7 separate regions of the Mus musculus genome follow, and regions 1, 3, 4, 5, 6 and 7 are each linked to region 2. Evidence: chromatin contacts called from public Hi-C, HiChIP or PLAC-seq and promoter capture Hi-C data. All regions are on one chromosome and are shown on one strand. Each heading gives the region's core, a stretch centred on a gene start, on an enhancer-like site or on the middle of the called end of the contact. The rest is flanking DNA. Distances are from core to core; before and after follow the strand shown. Region 1 has its middle 28 kb from the start of Gm35891. Region 2 holds the start of Slc7a11 (solute carrier family 7 (cationic amino acid transporter, y+ system), member 11). Region 3 holds the start of Pcdh18 (protocadherin 18). Region 4 holds the start of 4930577N17Rik (RIKEN cDNA 4930577N17 gene). Region 5 has its middle 3.2 kb from the start of Gm29230. Region 6 has its middle 5.9 kb from the start of n-TPagg5. Region 7 holds the start of Elf2 (E74-like factor 2).

Region 1 (2,700 bases), core at 191-2,690, 710 kb before region 2:
GCTAAACTGCCCAGATGCACACCCACACATAAATGAAGTAAAACATACTTTCAAACAAGGCCTTCCCAGTATCTTTAATGTCAGAGACACTTTGTATTCTAAGATAACTTAAGACCCAACAGGTCAGAAGGAAAAAAACGGTAGGCAGTTAGATTGATTTCTCACCCTATGGGAAATGCATAAGGCTGGAACCAAGCCTTTTCTCCTCTTAGCAGCAAATAGTAGTTTGTAGCCAGGCAGTGGTGGCACCCGCCTTTAATCCCAGCACTTGAGAGCCAAAGGCTAGTAGATCTCTGAGTTAGAGGTAAGTTTGCTCTACAGAGACAGTTTCAGAACAGCTAGGGAGGGCTACAGATACAATTTGCAAAACTCATGAAGCTCAAGAAGATGGAAGACCAAAGTGTGGATACTTTGTTCCTTCTTAGAAGGGGGAACAAAATACCCATGGAAGGAGTTACAGAGACAAAGTTCGGAGCTGAGAGGGCAGGAAGGACCATACAGAGACTGCCCCACCCTGGAATCCACCCCATTATACAACTACCAAACCCAGATACTATTGCAGATGCCAACAAGATTTTGCTGACAGGACCCTGATATAGTTGTTTCCTGTGAGGCTATGCCAGTGCCTGGCAAATACTGAAGTGGATGCTCACAGTCATCTATTGGATGGAACACAGGGTCCCCAATGAGGAGCTAGAGAAAGTACCCAAGGAGCTGAAGGGCTTTGCAGCCCTATAAAAGGAACAACAATATGAACTAACCAGTACCCTCAGAGCTTGTGTCTCTAGCTGTATCTGTAGCAAAGGATGGCCTAGTTGGCCATCAATGGGAGGAGAGACCCTTGGTCTGGCAAGGATCATATGCCCCAGTATAGGGGAATGCCAGGGTCAGGAAGTGGGAGTGGGTGGCTTGGGGGAGCAGTGGGGAGTGGGAGGGGGGGAAGGAGGGTATAGGGGATTTTGGGAGAGGAAACTAGGAAAGGGGATTTCATCTGAAATGTAATGAAGAAAACATTTAATTAAAAAAGAAAGAGAGAAAGGAAGGAAGGAAGGAAGAAAGAAAGAAAGAAAGAAAGAAAGAAAGAAAGAAAGAAAGTGTCTCCTTGGCCAGCTGAAGGAGGAGAAAGGTTTCAGAAAATGCCAGGTAGAAGATGCCAGAGGAGCCTATCTGCCTGTGTGGGGGTCTCTCCCATGTTAACAGCACCTTCTAGAGTTCTGGGAAATGAGGCCGAGAGGCTCCAAGTGGTGACCTTGGGTGGGTGACAGTGCTCAGGCAGCTGCTGAGCTTGATTGAAGGAGCTGTTAGTTTCCAGTCGCCTCTTGGAGAGCATCCATCTTCATCCCCACCCCTGACTCCAAAAGGGCAAAGCCTGCTGAGAGCTCCGAGGCTCAGGACTCAGGTTGTTCGAGTCATTTGCTGCAATGTTGATCCTGTCCTCTCTGTGTACTTTGCCAGCTTGAAACGAAACAGCGCTGCTATGGAAACCGCAAACACCAGGCAATCCTGGCCCCTGCACTTGGCAGCCCAGCCAGGGAGAGATAATGGCTTCTGTTGTTATCTATTGGACGCTGATGCTCAGCCGGTTTTACCCTCAGGGCCCTGACTAGGGATGGGCTGACACTGTACCATAAGTGCTCTCTTGTCTGTTCCCTAGGCTCCTGATGCAGGCTAAGATAACCAGTGCAGCCAGGGTACCCTTCATTATCCCGGTGACAGCCCCGTGTTTTACACTTCCCTGCCGTCTGTGGTCCCTCATCTCAGGTTACTCTGAAGGCTTAAAACCATCCTCTGAACTGCTTGGCAGGCCTACATCCTGTTTTCCAGAACTAATGGACACAGTTTCGGATCACGTGCTTCATTTGTGGGTTGGGAAAGGCAGCAACGCCCCCTAGCGGAGCATTTTGTCGTGCTCAGAGCAGGTGGCTGGGCAACTTGGTCCTTGGAATGAATATGAATGACAGCCATCTGAAAACACATTTAGTGTGAAAAAGCAAAAGACTATTAAAACCTGTTTGTTGGCTGCAACATTTAATAAGAGGTCAGTTTGCTATATGCAACGTCAACAATGATGACGGGAGGAAGTAAAGTCGTAGGTTGGGTAGTCAGAGGCCTTTCACCTCCCCCTGAGCTGCCAGGTTAAATCAAACATGACCTAGCAGGCAGGAGGCGTGGGCAAACACAGCTGTGTTTAGAATGCGCTGATGTCTTGGTCTGTTTTTCCAATATTTGTGCTTTGGAAAGAGCTTTCTGCTTGAAATGAGCTTCTCCTGCGTTTGGAACTTCTACGCATGGGAGGAGAAAACCATGCCACCTCTGTTTCCCAGATATCTCAGGGTCTTTCTCGCCCTCCTGAAACAGGCTATTTTTCTCAGTAACGTCCATTTTCTGCGGTTTGAAACTGCTCTTTTCTGGAAGAGATAATCGTGGGGAAAAAAAAATCTTCTAACCCATTTGCTTGCAAATGGCAAGAAATGTTTGATATTCTTGAAGTTCTTGCCACATAAAGCAGGGTGATTTTCAAATTCTATTTGATCCTTCTGAAAGCTAGCTAGCCTTGTTCTCTGAAAAATTGTAGCACAGGCACAGAAAAATGCCTCTAATTTCTGCCTATTACTTCTTCTTCTTTTTCTTTTTTTGTCTTTTTCTGTAGGATGTTGCTCTCAAGGATATGTGGAAGAGAGACGTGAGTCAGGCCTTTGC
Region 2 (2,700 bases), core at 131-2,630:
TTCTCATTAAATTCAAACCACAGGGACCTGGTGCCGAGACTGATAGCTGAGATGCTTTATTTTCTTTTGGTAATTTTTTATTTTTATTTTTATTTTACACATAAGACACTTGATTAGAAGCAAAACGTTTCAAGTTTGTGTTTAATTTTTTAAAAAAAAAGAAATTTTTTCAATGTAAATATTTTAACCCCACTTTGAAGTTTTAATGTACTTTTATATGTTTAAATTTCTTTTTAACTGACAAAGATGAAAGCTGTGTATGTGAATAGGGTGTAAAGTTTCAGCACATGTGCCCATTGTAGAATGCTCAGAGTAAACACTTCTATCTCCTTAAGATGTCATTATTTCTTTATGTAAAAAACACATTCTTTTAGCTTTCTGAAATGGACTTGTACACTCTGTTACAGTCACCGAAAATTTCCGGCTTTGAGCTAACTAAAAGTTAGTACCTGTTGATTGTAATACATTTCAAATTATAATCAGAATAGCTTATAGATCCAAAAAATATGCCCTGTCATCTCCTTCCTTTCTCCAACTATTATAATGGGACTCCCTTCTCAAGCTCTTGCTCTGTGCGTGTCTTCATGCAATTATAAGTATTGCCTAAGATTCAAAGAGGAGTCTTTTTAATTCGATGGAGCAACATGCAAATGAAGACCGAGTCCTTCTACCTAGTTCAGGAAATCACGCTGTGCTGACAAGAATCAGAAAAAGACTGTTTTCTGCAGTCACTATGATCTTTCAACTTCTCAAACTTAGGTGGTGATCTTAAACACCCTTGTATTACAGGTCTTAAGAAATAATTGTGTCTGTTCATGCGGAGCTGTATGTAGCCACGGCTCTCGTGTGCAGAAACTTTCTGACTTTGTAAATATTAGATTTGACAGTGTTGCTAGGAAACACCCGGGGAAGTAAGGAGAATACAAATTATGAAGTATAAACTTTGCTGTTGCAAACAGAGCAGCCCTAAGGCACTTTCCATTGTCAAAACAGCTGTGAATACAACATTTTTTATGCGCGCCTTAAAGTTAAGAAGCAACTCCTTAAAACGAAGTAATTGTTTTCTGTTTCATTTTCCAACTTCTTTTCTCTCTCTGAGAGCGGAGCTGCTTAAAGTCACCGGGACAGTGTCTATTCCCTGGTTCCCTGTTTACTTCTTCTGGATTGGCTAAGCCCCTCTTTAAGAGTATGCTTTGTTCTGGGAAATGCTTTGGATCCATTGAGCAACCCACAGGCTACTGTTAAAAAAAAAAAAAAAAAAAAAGAGCTGAGTAATGTTGGCGCTTTCTCAAGCTGGAGTTTTCTCATGTGGCTGATGCAAACCTGGAGAATTTGCATCATCATGCAGCCCAGTAAGTTGGTGTGACAGGCGGTTGCTTAAATACGGAGCCTTCCACGAGGAAGCTGAGCTGGTGTGTAATGATAGGGCAGCAGCCGCGGCTGCAGCTAACTGACTGCCCCTGGAGCCGGTGCCACACAGGTGCTCCGAGGAGCAAGAGGAGTAATTATAGAGCCAGCGAAGGCTGAAACACACCTCTGAGTTCTCACCTGTGGACACAATAGTGTAGAGCCAGTCGGTGATAGCAAAGGGGAAGTCACGACCGAACAGTGATCAGTCACTTCTTAGAGAAACAAGTTAAAAGGGTTTGTTTTGTTTTGTTTTATTTTGTCTTGTTTTGTTTTTCCCCCTCTGTTTTCTTTTTCATCCCCCTCCTCTGGTGTGACACTGCCATGGTCAGAAAGCCAGTTGTGGCCACCATCTCCAAAGGAGGTTACCTGCAGGGCAATATGAGCGGGAGGCTGCCCTCCATGGGGGACCAAGAGCCACCTGGGCAGGAGAAGGTAGTTCTGAAAAAGAAGATCACTTTGCTGAGGGGGGTCTCCATCATCATCGGCACCGTCATCGGATCAGGCATCTTCATCTCCCCCAAGGGCATACTCCAGAACACGGGCAGCGTGGGCATGTCCCTGGTTTTCTGGTCTGCCTGTGGAGTACTGTCACTTTTTGGTGAGTGCGCTTCTTCTCTGGGGTGTGAGTGTGTGTAGCTGTGTGGCTCTCTGGGAGAGCGAAGGGTTATTTCTGAGGAGTAAATGAATGGGCAAATACTACAGGAAATATTTGGAATTTTTGTTGTTGTTGTTGTTCAGGTATGTGCACTACCCAAACACACTGTCCACTGTTGGCACAAGACTGAACCCTCTCAGATTCCTTCCTGCAGGCTATACTCTGCTTTCCTGCCTGAGACAGACTCTGGCAGCTTTTTTTTTTTTTTTTTCTGGTTTGCTGAGAGAAGGAAAAAAAAAAAAAAAAACAAAAAACAAAAAAACAAAAAACAAAAAAAACCTAACTTTGATGACCCAAAAAACCAAGCCTTCCTTCCGTGCAGAGGGCTTGGGTTTGTGAGTCTTGTTTAGAGCATAGTTCTGGCAGCTGGCTCGCTGGAAGAAACACCTGTGCGGTGCAGCCAGTGTGGCCTATTTACACGCGGAACTGAACGTTCGGAACACTGTCACGGGCCTTTTACTTGCTAAACAAATGGGTGGCATTCTCTGCCTTTTTTAATATTTTAAATTCGTAGGCTTGTCCGTTTCTAATACTATGCTTTCAGAAGTCCTTGGGAAGATATGTGTTTGATGTGTCTCCTCCGTCTCCATAAATGGGGCAAAGGTTTCAACTTTTTTCCCCTTGTTTTTTTTTTT
Region 3 (2,700 bases), core at 41-2,540, 690 kb after region 2:
TGAAGACAGCTGAGGGATAATGCAAAGGGGGGGTGGGGAGGGTGAGCAAGAATGGAGCCAGAGTGATAAACTTAAAAGGAGCCGCAGAGCAGAAGGAGCATCATAAATAATCATATTTCCCAATAAGAATACCATATCAACCCCGTGACCTGGATACAGCACCAACCTCCTGAGATATTTCCAGCACTCTGATGCACACAAAATGCAATTTTCAGCTCAGGCATTTTATTTCTCAGTGTAAACAACCTTTGGGTTTTTAAAATACATATCTGGAAACTGTTTTCATAAATAATGTATGTATTATAAAAATTTGACTTGTAAACTATTGAGTCCATGTCTCCTCAGAACTCATTGTGAAAACTCACTATGGGTAGATAGTACTCTATTGGAAGAATTCGCTAGGCGAAGGCTACCAATTTTACCCAAGCTATCAATTTTGCCCAAAATAAATAGGATTTTTTTAAGTGCAAGGCTATATATATATATATATATATATATATATATATGGAACAATTTTGCTCAAGCTAAAGAAAGGGCTGAAATAAGGTAGAATTTTTTTGCTAATTAGTTCCAAACTCTGAGGTGTTCCTTTAAATCTTGCTAATTAAGAGAAATCGGGAGTGCAAGATAGGCCCCTTTCTTATCTTCAAAGAGTAAAGATGAAAGAAAGCAGAAAATGAAACCTCTCCACTTGGGCTGTTCTTTAAAACAGAGCTCCAAGAAAATCGGCTTGCTGCTCCTTGGAGGAGAAAAGACCCGCCGAGGGGGAGGGGGTGTGTGCATAATTAGAAGCAAGTTTCCCCATTTTATTAAATTCCTCCACCGACAAAATTCACTTGGAGGTATTTTAAGTGAAACCAGCAGTTAAGGAACCCTGAAAAAAGCAAGATGATTACATGTTTGTAGCAGAAGAAAAGATCAATTAAGAAAACAAGAACTATTTAATGTGCCATATATAAATACAGGCGACCAGAAGTTGATTTAAAGTTTTTTTCTTCCTTTCTTTTTCCTTCCCTCCCGGTCTCCCCACCCCCACACCGCTCTCCTGCTGTAATTTGTCTCCCCTTTGTCGCGGCACGCTTGGAGAAAGTGGATGGAGATGGAGGAGGGGCGGGAGGGCTGAACCCCACCCCCGGCCGCGCTCCCGCGCCCCTAGCGGGTCCCCAACCCGCGCCCGCCACCCTCCCGCTCCCACCCTCCACGCGCGCCCTCCCTCGCTCCGGTGACTCCAGCAGCTTCGGATTTGGAAGCTCGCTGATTGGCTGGAAGCGATTCAACACACGCCAGGCAAAGAGCTTTGTCTGAGTTGAAGTGAAGTTGTAGAGATTTTCAGACTGGAGTCAGCAATCACCGGTGTTTAGTCTGCAGCGGAGCAGAGAAAAGGAAAGGGGGGAAAATCAAGAATCGCCCGGGAAACACAGACTGCAGACTCCGCCAGCACCCTGCAATAGATGGGGACGGAGTCCACGCGGGGAGCCAGGCCGAGGTGACACGCTGCTCCCAGCCAGGAGGACCAGCGGCCACCCCTACCAGGAAGGGACTTCACGCTCCTATCTGGAAGTCGCCAAACGGTGTGTATGAAAACTGAAGTTTGCGAGCTGTTTAATTGCTGTGTGATTAAGAGTCGCTTTCAAGACTCTGAGACCCGATGTGGCTTAGAGCTCTGAGTGGCTGGGAGGAAGTTGAAGGGATTGCTGGGCTCTTCTAACTCGCCCTGAGAAGGGAATCTAGCAACTGACCAATGCACCAAATGAATACTAAAATGCACTTTAGATTTGCACTTGCACTTCTGATGGCGTTTTTCAGCCACGATGTCCTGGCTAAGAATCTGAAATACAGGATTTATGAGGAGCAGAGGGTCGGATCGGTAATTGCTAGACTATCAGAAGATGTGGCTGATGTTTTATTGAAGCTACCAAATCCTTCTGCTGTTCGTTTTCGAGCCATGCCACGGGGGAATTCTCCTCTCCTGGTCGTAAATGAGAATACCGGAGAAATCAGCATAGGGGCTAAAATTGACCGCGAGCAACTATGCCAAAAAAACTTGAACTGTTCGATAGAGTTTGATGTGCTCACTCTGCCGACCGAGCATCTGCAGCTGTTCCACATTGAAGTGGACGTGCTGGACATTAATGACAATTCCCCCCAATTCTCGAGACCCGTCATTCCCATTGAGATATCGGAGAGCGCAGCAGTTGGGACTCGTATCCCCCTGGACAGTGCGTTCGACCCAGATGTTGGGGAAAATTCCCTCCACACCTACTCGCTCTCTGCTAATGATTATTTTAATATCGAAGTGCGAACCAGGACAGACGGGGCCAAGTACGCTGAACTCATAGTGGTGAAAGAGTTGGATCGGGAGCTGAAGGCTAGCTACGAGCTTCAGCTCACCGCCTCCGACATGGGAGTGCCTCAGAGGTCTGGCTCCTCCATCCTGAAAATCAGCATTTCGGATTCCAACGACAACAGCCCGGCCTTTGAGCAGCCTTCTTACACAATACAACTCTTAGAAAACTCCCCAGTTGGAACCTTGCTCCTTGATCTAAATGCCACCGATCCAGATGAGGGCGCTAATGGGAGAATTGTGTATTCTTTCAGCAGTCATGTGTCTCCCAAAATTATAGAGACTTTTAAGATCGACTCAGAAAAAGGCCACTTGACTCTTTTCAAGCCAGTGGATTATGAAATCACCAAGTCCTA
Region 4 (2,700 bases), core at 10-2,509, 830 kb before region 2:
AAACCCAGCGACTCCAGTCTCCCCGAGGCTGCCGGGCGGCTCTTTTCTGTTTACTAATTACCTGTCTAGTGTACTCTGACTTCTGTCGAGAAGACAGGACCAAGTCAGTTTTTGAAGTAGTTGGAGACTCCTGACTTCCTTAGTGATGCTTCTAGAATATTTTCTAGGTACAAGTTTTTTAAAGTGCAGTTCTTTCGACTGAACTGATTGTATGTTGCATAAGCGCCGGGAAGGCCAACCCAAGTTAAAAAGCCACCTCCGTGTACAGCTGCGGGACTAGGTATGAGGTCTTTTCTAGGAAGAAAAATTTGATTCATGGCTCTTTTCCAGAGGGGACATTTGCAGACTTCGCTTCCGCAGAACGTGAAGCGCGCCTCTTCCTGCCGAGGCGAGGCCCGCGTCCCCGAGGGCGGCCTGCGGCTCCCCAGCCTCAGGTGTCCGTGCGGCCGCCGGCTGCCGGCGCCCGGGACTGACTTCCTGTCTGGGCGCGGGGCGGAAGGATCGCGTTGCCAGCCGGGGCCGCCGCCGCCCCTGCCGTTAGGTGGTGGGGCTGCTGAGCCCGGCGGCGGGAGGCGGGCCGGCCGCCGCTTCCTGTCGGAGGACGCGCAAGGATCCGGGCGTCGGAGTGTGTGCGAGTGCGTGAGTGTGTGCCGCCCGCACGGCGTGTGTCTCCGGCCGCGGGTTCCGCCTTCTCCCCTGTCGCCGCCGCTCAGGGTGTAAGTCAATGTGAAGCAGCAGTTCCAGCCCCGGGATAAACATGGCGACGTCTCTGCATGAGGGACCCACGAACCAGCTGGATCTGCTCATCCGGGCCGGTAAGCACAGGGGAACTTTTCTCCCGTGCATCGGTGCAGCGGGCGAGGGGGCGCCCGGCGGGCGGGGAGCGTCCCCCGGGGCGGTCAGCGCCCCGGGTCCGGTGTCCGTCTCCGGCAGCCGGGCGGCCGCGGAGAGGGGGGAGTGAATGAAGTAATGGAGGCGACAAATCAGGAAGTGATCACCTTGGAGAGTAACCTGCCTCGGATCCGGGCTGTCGCTCCGGGGAGAGCGGCGGCGGCGGCGGCGCAGCAGCGGCAGCGGCAGGGGCCGGGCGCGGAGCCGCGGCTAAGTTGGGGAGTCGGCGCGGGCGAGTTGCGCGCTTCGCCCCAGTTGCCGGGGAACCAGGAAGTGAGCGGAGCTGTTGTCCCCGCCGCCTGCCACGCTGTCCGGCCGAGAGGGCCGCCCCTGCCCGCGGCCGGGGGCGCTGGCCGCCCGCCGCCCTCGCCTCTCACTTCCTATAGCCGCCACTTCCGCATGGACGCCGCGGCCCCCCCGGGCGCTACCCGCCAAAACGCGCCCGCCCGGCCTCCCGCCTCGTCCCTCCCGGAGCGGCGCCCGAGTAACGGTCCCGAGGCCACTTCCCGGTGCCGAGTGGGACGCCGCCGACCCGGCACCTCCCCGCCGCGGCTAACGGCGGCCGTGGGGGAACCGGGCTGCTGCCCTTCCTTCCCTCGTGGGGCGGGTGACTGAGGGTGGACGGGAAGGACACCGGGTGTATTCCGCGCAGCCGGCCCGGGGCTGCGGGACAGCGGAGGGGGACGTTTATTTTGGTCCACAGTAAGATGAAAGCGGGGAGCGGGGCGGGCGGGAGGGCGTCCTGGCCCCGGGGAAGTCTCGGCTCGGCATTGCCCCCTTTCCCCTCCCCCAAACCTCCCACCATAGCGGAAGCGCCTGGGAGAGGACAGAACGCGCGCGATTGACAGGCCCGAGGTTCCAATCTGCGCCCTGAGCTGTTCCAAATAAGAACGTTGATTTCTGGGGGCGGGACCACGGGCCCGAGCCGGGCCAATGAAGATTGGGCGGGAGTGAAGCTGACAATGTACGCATGGAATTGGAGGGAAGAGGAGTGTAAACACGGAAGTGGCCGCGGGGGTGGGGGATGTGCTGCGCCACTGCTGCAGCGGAAGGGCACGGACTTAAGTTACATAGAAAAAGCAGCTTTACTTGCTAGCAGACAGCGCAGCGAGGGCCTCGGGTCGATGTGGCACTGCTCGAACACTGTTGCTTACCGAAATTATAAGCGCATGCGGTCCCTCCTCTGGTTCTGTTTCACATCTCCATCGATGTCGGATTGGAAGATGAGAAATTGTAACCAAACGGTAGTGCTGTAAAAGATCAGAACAGTCTTTTTGCACCTATTGTTTTTAGGGATCTTGAAATTGGTAGTTTGGTGGACAAAGCAGTTCGGTTTGGAGGAAAAATTATGTTTATCTCTAAATTTAACGGAACTTTAAATATAAATAAAATCTGGACTGATAGAACTGCATGTGCTATATAACAATAACGCTGAATAGTGTGTTTTGGCTGAGGCATATTTTACACATTTCAAAAGTAGGGAAATCACAATTTATTGAGCAGCGTTTAAATGCCTTTTTGAATAGGAACTTTTACTGAAGGAGAGGAACATAATGGAACTTGGGTCCTTGTTAAAGTCAGTCCATTGATCAGTATGAATTAGTGTACAGTTTTATGTTGGGTTAGTGGTGTTTTGAGTGTCGAGTGTGTATAGTTAAAGAGATACTGTTTGGGGCAGGAGAGATGCTCCTCGGTTAAGACCACTTGTTGCTCTTGCAGAGTTGCTCTTGCAGAGGTCTTGGGTTCAGTTCTCAGCACCCACATTCACAACCACCTGTAACTCCAGTTCCAGGGGATACAACCCCTCTT
Region 5 (2,700 bases), core at 158-2,657, 650 kb before region 2:
TTATCAGCCCCTGGGACAGATGATTTGGGTAGATACCTTGGTTCAGAAAATGCTATAATTTCTCCACATGCCATCTGGATCTTACTGTGGGCGAGTGAGAAGCCATTTCTCTCACTTTCTCTCAGGGTGAGTATTGTTTTTAAGCCACCACTTGGCAGTAGATGTACTCCTGGAGAGGCAATAGAGGGACTTCATCAACATTCTGATTGAAATTGTAATGGGAGCCATGAAAGAAGGTGAGGAATGGGATGGTCTCATTAATCAGAGATGGGCATCACTGTTGCAGTTAGAAGTCTGGCCATTAGCTCAGCAGGACAAGGACGCATCCATGGGGTAGTCTGGAGACATGGATGTCCCAGGAGCATAATGCAAACATAAAAATTTCTTTTTAGAAAGTGTTTATATAACTCCTTATGCAAGCCTTAGGATCCAAGATAATGAAACATAATTCTAATGTTCATGACACGCCTAATATAGTATGATAATTCTACCCAATATAATTCTGATAATACAACAAAAATCTAAACATAATAGGTTACGGTAGGACGTTTTGCCCATGTGGGACCTGTGCCTTGATGGTGTTTTTGCCCTCCATTGACCTCAGTGATGCTGTCTTCAACAGCAGCCTGTTGGTCTCGTTCTCCACCCTCCAAAAGTCCCCCCTCTCCTTTCATGCCTTATTTTATAGATTTGATTTTAATCTCTTTCTATCTAAAATGTACCTACCCAATCTCCATCTGAATACACTCATTTATTATTTCCATATATTTGAATAACTCTCCTACGACTTTGAATGAATGCACAATGTTAGTTCTGTTCCTGCTGAAAGGGACACAGAGAGCTTGTTCAACTGACTTGAGGGATAGTTGAAGGGCTTAGAGTCTAGACAATCCAAGCAGAGAGTGGACATCAGGTGGCAGGTCTGAGCAGGTCTATCAAATAAGGGGCTCATGGGGGCGGGTTTCTGTTGGTACTGCAAGATTCAACTTCTTGTTTGACTAAGCTGTGACTAGGAAAAGCAAACATCTTCCCCAGCAGTCCTGGTGTAGTGTCACTGGTTGTGCCTGGGTTGGCATGGCAGCTTGAACGCTGATGTGGGGCTCTTGGGTGGGGCTGAGATTCTGCAGATGGTAAGGAGTAGGGCCGAGGCTACCCGTGGGATGCTGGGCTGTGTCCACTTGCGTTTGGGTTGCTTCACTGCCAAGTTTTTGTTTGTTTTTGAGATAAGGTTTCCTTAGCCCAAATTCAAACTCATATGCTGCTGAGGACTGTCTTGAACTCCTGACCCCTCCGGTCTCTGTCCTCCACATGCTGGGATTACAGGCATGAGTCACCAAGCCCTGCACAGTCCAGCTTCATCTTTCGGCTGACATTTCCCTGGTAGTCAGATGGTACTGCAAGATTCAACTTCTTGTTTGACTAAGATGTGACTAGGAAAAGCAAACATCTTCCCCAGCAGCCCTGGTGTAGTGTCACTGGCTGTGCCTGGGTTGGCATGGCAGCTTGAACGCTGATGTGGGGCTCTTGGGTAGGGCTGAGATTCTGTGGGTGGTGAGTAGTAGGGCCGAGGCTACCTGTGGGATGCTGGGCTGTGTCCATCAGCAAGAGGCGGATGGTTGTGGGTTAACCAACAGCAGATGTCCAGTACAATGGCACTTTGTGATTTTCAAAAACGCTTTTATGGAAGTGACTCATTTGATTTGATAATTTTATGAGATATGTTTGTCAGCTGTTGTTATTTCCATTTTCAGATGAGGACACAAAGCATGAATCACTCCACTCATTTAAATTCGTGCACTGACAGCAGAGATTGTTTTAACTCTTTTCTCTGAATGGTGTTGACATCTGACCACAATACAGGAAAATATTACCTCAACCTTGGACTAGATCTCTATCAATGCCTCTTAAAGTTGAATTGATATGTTGATTAGTCACAACACACTGGCTTGTACTAGTTTTACAACTAATTAAGACCCTTCTGATCTTTCATGACTTCTAATAAAACATAATATATCTAATTTTGCCCACTTAAATCAAGAAGATGCTTATCTTTGTACTATCTCATATTAAACTCCTTTCATTGCCCTGAACAGGTAAGAAGGCTGGAGTAATCTGGAATTCAGAGCATGAAGTATCTCTTCCAGATTTATGCTTTCTTCAAGCTTAAGAGTCAGGACCTATTTTGTCTCCTAAGTAATTGCTAAGACGATTGAGCAATAAGGTATATGTAATGCTGATTAATGGCCAAGTTCAGTCTGGAATGATGCCCCCAGAGCTAAATCAGAGGGCCATCTCTGCTTACTCAACAGTTTGTCAGCTGTACGGACGGAGGCCAGACTGACCTACTCATGGGGTCATTTCACAGATGGACCATCTTTTCTCCTCCAGCCTCTTTCCTTGTGTTCTTATATAAGCAAAGTTTTCACTGAGAATATCGCCTTTAGAAATGACACCATTGGCCTGAAGTCAAAGGTAGCTATGCCTTTGTGAAATTCCCTCATCATTTGTTCTGGATCAAATCAGGAAAATTGTGGCTACTCAGTTAGTGTTAAATTCCTGTCAAGACACCAGGAAGACACTTAAAACAGGCCTGACAGTCCATGAAAATCTGCTATTAAACAAATTCTACAGCACACATTTTCTTAAGGACTTGATTTTCCTTTTTTTTTTAGATTAGAAAAAGTTAAAATTTGTAACTCA
Region 6 (2,700 bases), core at 89-2,588, 920 kb before region 2:
AGTGACACTATTAAGAGATGTGGACTTTTTGGAGTAGGTGTGGCCTTGTTGAAGGAAGTGAGTCACTGTGGGGTAGGCTTTGAGACCATCCTCCTAGCTGCCTGGAGGCCAGTCTCCCCTGGTTGCCTTCTGGTCAAGATGCAGAACTCTCAGCTCCTTCTCTAGCACCATGCCTTCCTGCATGCTGCCGTAGTTCCTGCTATGATGATAGTGGACTGGACCTCTGAACCTGTAAGCCGGCCCCAATTAAATGTTTGCTTTTATAAGACTCGCCTTGGTCATGGTGTCTATTCACAGCAATGGAAACTCTAACTAAGACACAGTTTTACCAGGACAGTTGTACAGAGACAGGTAAAGACAGAGTGAGCCAGAAAATGAGAAGAAGCCATATTAGAACATTGCTACTGTTAGTTTGAGGCACAGCAGAGCAATTCAGAGACTGAGAGAGAAGACAGCTTGGAGAGAGAGGAGTTTGAGTCAGAAGAGCTAGATTGAACCAACCAGCCAGAGTTCAGAAGGAAGAAGAAAGGGTGTGCTTAGCCAGCAGCAAGTTTCGGAGGCTGAAAACATCCTAGGCCTACATAATATTGTATGGAGGGTAGAGGCTTCCAAGACTAGGCCCAGGTTAGCAGACTGGGGCATTAAGGCTTGGAGACAATGGACTTGCGGCAGTGTCCACACAGGTGAGCACCGACTTGTATCCTTACTGACATATACGGACCCTGTATAGTCTCTCCGTGTCTTAATTTGGAACATGCCTCACATTTATTGTTACCATGCAGAATAGCAGACTATTTCATGGGAATGTTGGTAGCTCTAGCTACTTTCCAGTGTGTGCCAAATCACTGTGGCCAGACTGTAGATAAGAGCCTCCAGTGATCTCTGGAGGCAGATGGCTTGTAGCTTGGTAAGGGCATCTGCTTCCCGATTTTCAAACCTCAACCAGCTATGGGCTGCCAGCCACATAGAAAACCACTGATTCCTGTTGAACTCTGTTACATATGTCCTCCAAGATCTGCTGCCCCACAGTGGTGGAAAGAGCATCCACCTGGTTCTTTTCCCATTGGGCCAGCCATAAAGTCAGACCTCCGAATACAGCCCCGCTACTGTCCATATGGATTGTCACAGGGTAAATCTCACTACCAGTGAAACTGGTACTTTCCACTCTGCTGTCTCTTATCTCAGTCCGCTGGCTACGCTTTCTCGCTTTCTTGCTTCCTTTCTCCAGCCACACGGTGTCAGTGTTCATTTGCATTTCGACCGCCACCCAGTCCCGTTTGGTGTCCTCCCCTTCTGCAGACAGATGGTGTCCCTCTTAGCACTTTATCTCTCCTAGCGCTTGGTTCACTTACCCGGGGGCGGCTTAGAAGCTTGAAAGAACACTGGTGCCAACACAGCCTGCACGGCCTTGGCGACGGGACTTGCAAACACCGCACCACATTGCTGTAAAAAGTGCGAGCCGCCTCTGGCAAGTTTGATTTCGCGCTACCGGAGAAAGAGACGTGGCCTTTATTTGGATATGCAGCTTTCGCTGTCACTGGGATGCTGGGCCCTTCCTGTTGGAATGCTCCACGTTCATCCAGCAGTTGCTGTTTTAGTACTGTGCGCCAGCTTCCTTCCCTTTCCATGGCTAGGACCCAAACGCTATTAGAACTGTTTGCTCAAGCTGTTTTTTTCCATAGTCCCCCGAACATCTGGTGACTTCTAACACAAAGGGACACGGCCATTAAGGTTATCTTGCAAGGACCTTAGCTTACTCAGGAGCCTCTTGAGCCATCTATCTATTTTAGCACTTACAGCACGTGGTACATTTTTACTAAGTTGTTGGGTGTGATATTGATACCCCTCTTACTGGAGTATAAGATCTAGAATTTCACAGAGGAGCTCGCCCTTGCCTTTTGTGGACTGACTGCCCATCCTGCTTCCCTGAGGTGCACACCGCGAAGTCTTTCAGAGACGTGTTGTGAAACTTTTTCACTTAGGGGAGAGAGCAGGAGGAGAAAGCAAGGTCTCCAGCCACCTTCCCTTGACAAATAGACAGTGTGGCAGGTAATTTTGCATGAGTGGTAGAGACTCCTTTGAATTTAAATAACCCCTGGGGATTCAGCAACTCAGAGAATACAAAAAGACGGAGGAGAAAAGAAGGTAGAAGAAGGAAAAGAAGGAAGAGGAGGAGAAAGAAGGAAAAGAAGAAGGAAGAGGAGGAAGTAGAAGGAGGAAGAGGAGGAGGAGGAAGAAGAAGGTAGAAGAAGGAAAAGAAGGAAGAGGAGGAGGAAGAAGGAAAAGAAGAAGGAAGAGGAGGAAGTAGAAGGAGGAAGAGGAGGAGGAGGAAGAAGGTAGAAGAAGGAAAAGAAGGAAGAGGAGGAGGAAGAAGGAAAAGAAGAAGGAAGAGAAGGAAGTAGAAGGAGGAAGAGGAGGAGGAGGAAGAAGAAAGAAAAGAGAAAGAAGGAAAATAGGTGTGTTCGCAAGTTCCAACACCACATGGAGAGATGCCATTACTTGTATCTGTTGTTCTGGCATAAGAGCCGTGCTGGGCACAGTGGCATAGACATGGTAACTACCTTACTTAGTAGTGCTGGCCACAGCGGTGTAGATGGGGTCGACCTTACTTAGCTCTCTTCATCTGAAGTCTTTTATAGGAGCTGTCTGGCATCTTCACAGGCCACACACCAAGCTGAAGAAAGAAAGGCCTTCGGGTTG
Region 7 (2,700 bases), core at 35-2,534, 900 kb before region 2:
ATGGTGGTGGTGCTTGGGGGAAGAGACCTAGCATGCATAACTGCGCCTAAGAAAGACCATTAGCGAGCCGCTGCAAACGCAGGACATCCCGGGCACCGTGTCATTGGCTTTTGTGCCCTGGAAGGCGCGTGAGAGTGCCCTGCTCAGAGGCTCCCCTTTGTGTGAAAGTGTGCAAACCAGAAGCCTGCAGCTCCCGCTGGCTTCGCCCCTTTTTTTTCCCCAATTCGTGGACACTTGGAACAAGATACTCTTCCTCCACACACACGCGCTCCTTCACCCTGGCTCTGAAGATCTCGGGACTTGAGTTACTTCTCGGAGGCGGACGGGACTAGAAGCGACAAAGACTGGGGCGGGCGGTCGCGGCTCCCCGGGACCCCCCCGAACGGGGGCCGCCCGCCGCGCTCCGCAGCTGCGCGCTGGGCCGCCCGCCCGCCGGCCACCGCGGGCACCAACCGCCGCGCAGCCGGGCCGTTGGGCGGTGGTAATTTCTGGGAACGGGGCGGGGTCCGGGGTGGACGAGCTGGGAGGCGGAGCGGGCGGCGCCCCGGGCCGCGAAACGGGCGGGGCGGGGCGCCACGTGCGTCAGTGGCCGGGTGGGGCGGGCCGCGCGCTCCTGCCCGCCAGCGCCGCCACCATCCGCGGAGCCCGGGAGACGCGCGGGGACTCTGAACACCCGGGCTGACAAGAGTTTTATTTTGCAATCGCTCACTTCCCTAATGCTTAATCTACGAGTGCAGAGCGGTCCCTGGAGGTCTTGGGAGGGGAGTCCGGAGTTGGAAGGGGGGTGATGAGGGGTGACAGCAAAGACCTGAGAGTGGCCCAAGAGGTGCGCGTGTCGTCCCGGCCGGGCTGCAGGTGCACGCGCGGCCCCGCCGTCCCCACGCGCTGGTCCCGCGTCCGCAGCGCAGTGCAGCGCGCGACGTGGGGGAGTGGGGAAGCCCCGGGGACGCGGAGCGGGACGAGTGGCGAGCGTCTCCACCTGAGCAGGCGGGTTCGGGCGAAGTTGGGCGCTGAGAAGAGGGCGGGATTCGAGAGCGCAGGAGGCGGGCTGCGGGGGGCCCGAGGGCGGTGGGGAGTATAAATAGCCGGCCCGGTTTGACAGGCGCTGCGGTGACTGGCGGTGTCGCCTCCCCCGGCGGCGCGCGGGGAGGGAGGAGCGCGCGGAGCGGCCGGGTGGGGGAGGCGGACTCCAGTGTCCTGGTGGCGGCGGCAGGAGGCCGAGGGGGAGGAGCCGAGGCGGGTGCGGAGGGCGGGGGCCGGCCGCAGCTTCCCCGCGCCCGGCTGTGTCGCCGCCGTCGCCTCGGCGGTTGGGGGGGATCTGTAGGGTGGCGCGCGCGGGGGGCGCAGCGCGGTTTTGTCTCGTCCTGTGGTGCGGAGCGGCTCGCGCGGTGGCCAGGGGAGGCCCCCTCGGCTTCCCGCAGGACGCCGGGCCAACGGCGGGCGGCTGCGGCGTCTCGGCCGGTCTGCGGCCCTGAGGGAAGGGCAAGGGACTCGGCGACGTGGAGGGAGAGCAGGTAAGAGCGCGGGGACGGCGGAGGCCGGCGGGAGCGAGCGGGAGGGAGAGGGAGGGCGCGGCGAGCCAGCCCGGCCGTCCCGAGTGTCGCCTCCTCCCGGGCGCCCCCGCCCCGCGCCTGTGTTGTTTGCTCGGGCGGCGGCGGAGGGGCTTTCCGGAGGCTGGGGCGGTGACACCGGCGGAGCTGGGGGCAGGGCGGGAGCCCGCACCGGAGCGGCCCGGGGCAACGGTCGTGGCGCCGAGGGACCGCGGCGCGCGCTGTTTACCTCGCGGCGCCAGTCATCGCGCGGCGGCCGGGCTGCCGGGGCAGCGCGTCCCGGGCGGCAGTTTCCGTCGCCGTCGGGCCTGCTCCCCGCCGCCGGGGCGGGCACGACAGGTTGTACTCCGCCGTTCTTTTATTCTCACTCTCCGCCGGCCCTCCGTCGCCGCCTTCTCCTGGTTCCCCGGGGAGCCAGGCTGCGATCACTATCTGTGTTTGCAACAAAACAACAAAAAAACCCTGGGGCTCTTGGAAGCGCCTAGGTCCAGAGTCTCCTCCGGGGTCCTCCGCCGGCGGTGCTGGCCCTTAGGGCATCTCGCGGAGAGTGTCGTGGGCGCCCCGCGCGCCTCGGTACCGATTCTGCCTCAGCGGCGCTGCGCGCGGCGGCCGGACCCACTCAAGACTTTAGTGGGACATTTTTACTCTGTCAGCAAAGGACGGAAAAATAACCCACGGACCAACTTGGTGGACTGTCCTTATGGGAACCACGTTCTCAGCTGTATACCCTTTCTTTAAGTTCTTAGTACTCTATCAATAAGATGGGGGACGCGTCATTGTAACCCTGGAACATCTTTCTCGTGTTCATGACATTACTCTGTGGTTTATGCTTTAATCCGACAGTGAGAAAGTATAATAAAAACTGCGCCTCTGAGCTCAAGACTTTTGTTTTTGTTTTTTTCTCCAAGTCTCAGTTGAGAGGCAAACTGCTCACTTTCTCTAGTGGACAATGTCCATCCGGGCCCTACTGAGATAAGATTGTATATTTGTGGGTTACAGTTTCTTTAGAGTGTTGAATGACTTCGTATGAGACTGGGAACTGTTGAATTATGTTTAAAGGGATTTAGGAATAAGATTTATAGAAGGCATGTGGCTGTAGTTGATACATCCAGTAAATACAAGAAGTTGAAGTCTGATGTGTCTTCAACAT

What was found. Promoter capture Hi-C pulls out the DNA fragments that hold promoters and counts their contacts. HiChIP or PLAC-seq counts read pairs in DNA pulled down with a chosen protein or histone mark. Hi-C and Micro-C count contacts between places; a contact is called where the count stands out from the background.
Region 1: a contact with region 2 is called in a FOXA1 HiChIP or PLAC-seq map of pancreatic cancer cells. The contact joins the enhancer-like site here to the promoter of Slc7a11 in region 2. A contact is called at or near these places in 2 of 39 promoter capture datasets (3T3-L1-derived adipocytes and cranial neural crest), 3 of 484 Hi-C or Micro-C datasets (the G1E-ER4 cell line, the N1E-115 cell line and bone marrow-derived macrophages), 6 of 115 datasets of contacts at active chromatin or transcription factors (the NIH/3T3 cell line, the SCID.adh cell line, embryonic fibroblasts and 3 more) and 1 of 9 other capture datasets (macrophages).
Region 3: a contact with region 2 is called in a promoter capture Hi-C map of neural stem cells. The contact joins the promoter of Pcdh18 here to the promoter of Slc7a11 in region 2. A contact is called at or near these places in 2 of 39 promoter capture datasets (cranial neural crest and neural stem cells).
Region 4: a contact with region 2 is called in a FOXA1 HiChIP or PLAC-seq map of pancreatic cancer cells. The contact joins the promoter of 4930577N17Rik here to the promoter of Slc7a11 in region 2. A contact is called at or near these places in 2 of 39 promoter capture datasets (cranial neural crest and neutrophils) and 2 of 115 datasets of contacts at active chromatin or transcription factors (bone marrow-derived dendritic cells and pancreatic cancer cells).
Region 5: a contact with region 2 is called in a CTCF HiChIP or PLAC-seq map of the NIH/3T3 cell line, with 6 read pairs. The contact joins the enhancer-like site here to the promoter of Slc7a11 in region 2. A contact is called at or near these places in 1 of 39 promoter capture datasets (cranial neural crest), 1 of 15 datasets of contacts at CTCF or cohesin (the NIH/3T3 cell line), 2 of 484 Hi-C or Micro-C datasets (adipose-derived mesenchymal stem cells and muscle stem cells) and 5 of 115 datasets of contacts at active chromatin or transcription factors (astrocytes, bone marrow-derived dendritic cells, embryonic stem cells and 2 more).
Region 6: a Hi-C map of the G1E-ER4 cell line shows a contact between it and region 2, with 8 times the contacts expected there. The contact joins the enhancer-like site here to the promoter of Slc7a11 in region 2. A contact is called at or near these places in 2 of 484 Hi-C or Micro-C datasets (both in the G1E-ER4 cell line), 2 of 115 datasets of contacts at active chromatin or transcription factors (bone marrow-derived dendritic cells and bone marrow-derived macrophages) and 1 of 9 other capture datasets (macrophages).
Region 7: an H3K27ac HiChIP or PLAC-seq map of bone marrow-derived dendritic cells shows a contact between it and region 2, with 4 times the contacts expected there. The contact joins the promoter of Elf2 here to the promoter of Slc7a11 in region 2. A contact is called at or near these places in 2 of 115 datasets of contacts at active chromatin or transcription factors (bone marrow-derived dendritic cells and bone marrow-derived macrophages).

What each region holds. Positions count from the first base shown.
Region 1 is chr3:51,156,006-51,158,705 of GRCm38.p6, reverse strand. No RefSeq gene overlaps it. Among named protein-coding and RNA genes, the nearest start is that of Gm35891, 28 kb to the right of the region's middle. Within about 2 kb of position 1,440, at least 170 of the 459 cell types and tissues checked have an H3K27ac peak or open chromatin away from gene starts, as enhancers often do. A contact at or near this core is called in the G1E-ER4 cell line, the N1E-115 cell line, embryonic stem cells and 1 more, where this site is marked.
Region 2 is chr3:50,442,293-50,444,992 of GRCm38.p6, reverse strand. It overlaps Slc7a11 (solute carrier family 7 (cationic amino acid transporter, y+ system), member 11), which reads left to right and starts at 1,380. Exons shown (of 12, transcript NM_011990.2): 1 at 1,380-2,008. The coding sequence starts at 1,732.
Region 3 is chr3:49,755,906-49,758,605 of GRCm38.p6, reverse strand. Pcdh18 (protocadherin 18) reads left to right here and starts at 1,290. Exons shown (of 4, transcript NM_130448.3): 1 at 1,290-2,700. The coding sequence starts at 1,742.
Region 4 is chr3:51,275,320-51,278,019 of GRCm38.p6, reverse strand. It overlaps 4930577N17Rik (RIKEN cDNA 4930577N17 gene), which reads right to left and starts at 1,259. Exons shown (of 1, transcript NR_073429.1): 1 at 1-1,259. All of the region lies in intron 4 of Elf2 (E74-like factor 2), which reads left to right.
Region 5 is chr3:51,091,243-51,093,942 of GRCm38.p6, reverse strand. No RefSeq gene overlaps it. Among named protein-coding and RNA genes, the nearest start is that of Gm29230, 3.2 kb to the right of the region's middle. Within about 2 kb of position 1,407, at least 49 of the 459 cell types and tissues checked have an H3K27ac peak or open chromatin away from gene starts, as enhancers often do. A contact at or near this core is called in the NIH/3T3 cell line, adipose-derived mesenchymal stem cells, muscle stem cells and 1 more, where this site is marked.
Region 6 is chr3:51,363,974-51,366,673 of GRCm38.p6, reverse strand. No RefSeq gene overlaps it. Among named protein-coding and RNA genes, the nearest start is that of n-TPagg5, 5.9 kb to the right of the region's middle. Within about 2 kb of position 1,338, at least 116 of the 459 cell types and tissues checked have an H3K27ac peak or open chromatin away from gene starts, as enhancers often do. A contact at or near this core is called in the G1E-ER4 cell line and bone marrow-derived macrophages, where this site is marked.
Region 7 is chr3:51,339,228-51,341,927 of GRCm38.p6, reverse strand. It overlaps Elf2 (E74-like factor 2), which reads left to right and starts at 1,284. Exons shown (of 10, transcript NM_023502.2): 1 at 1,284-1,514.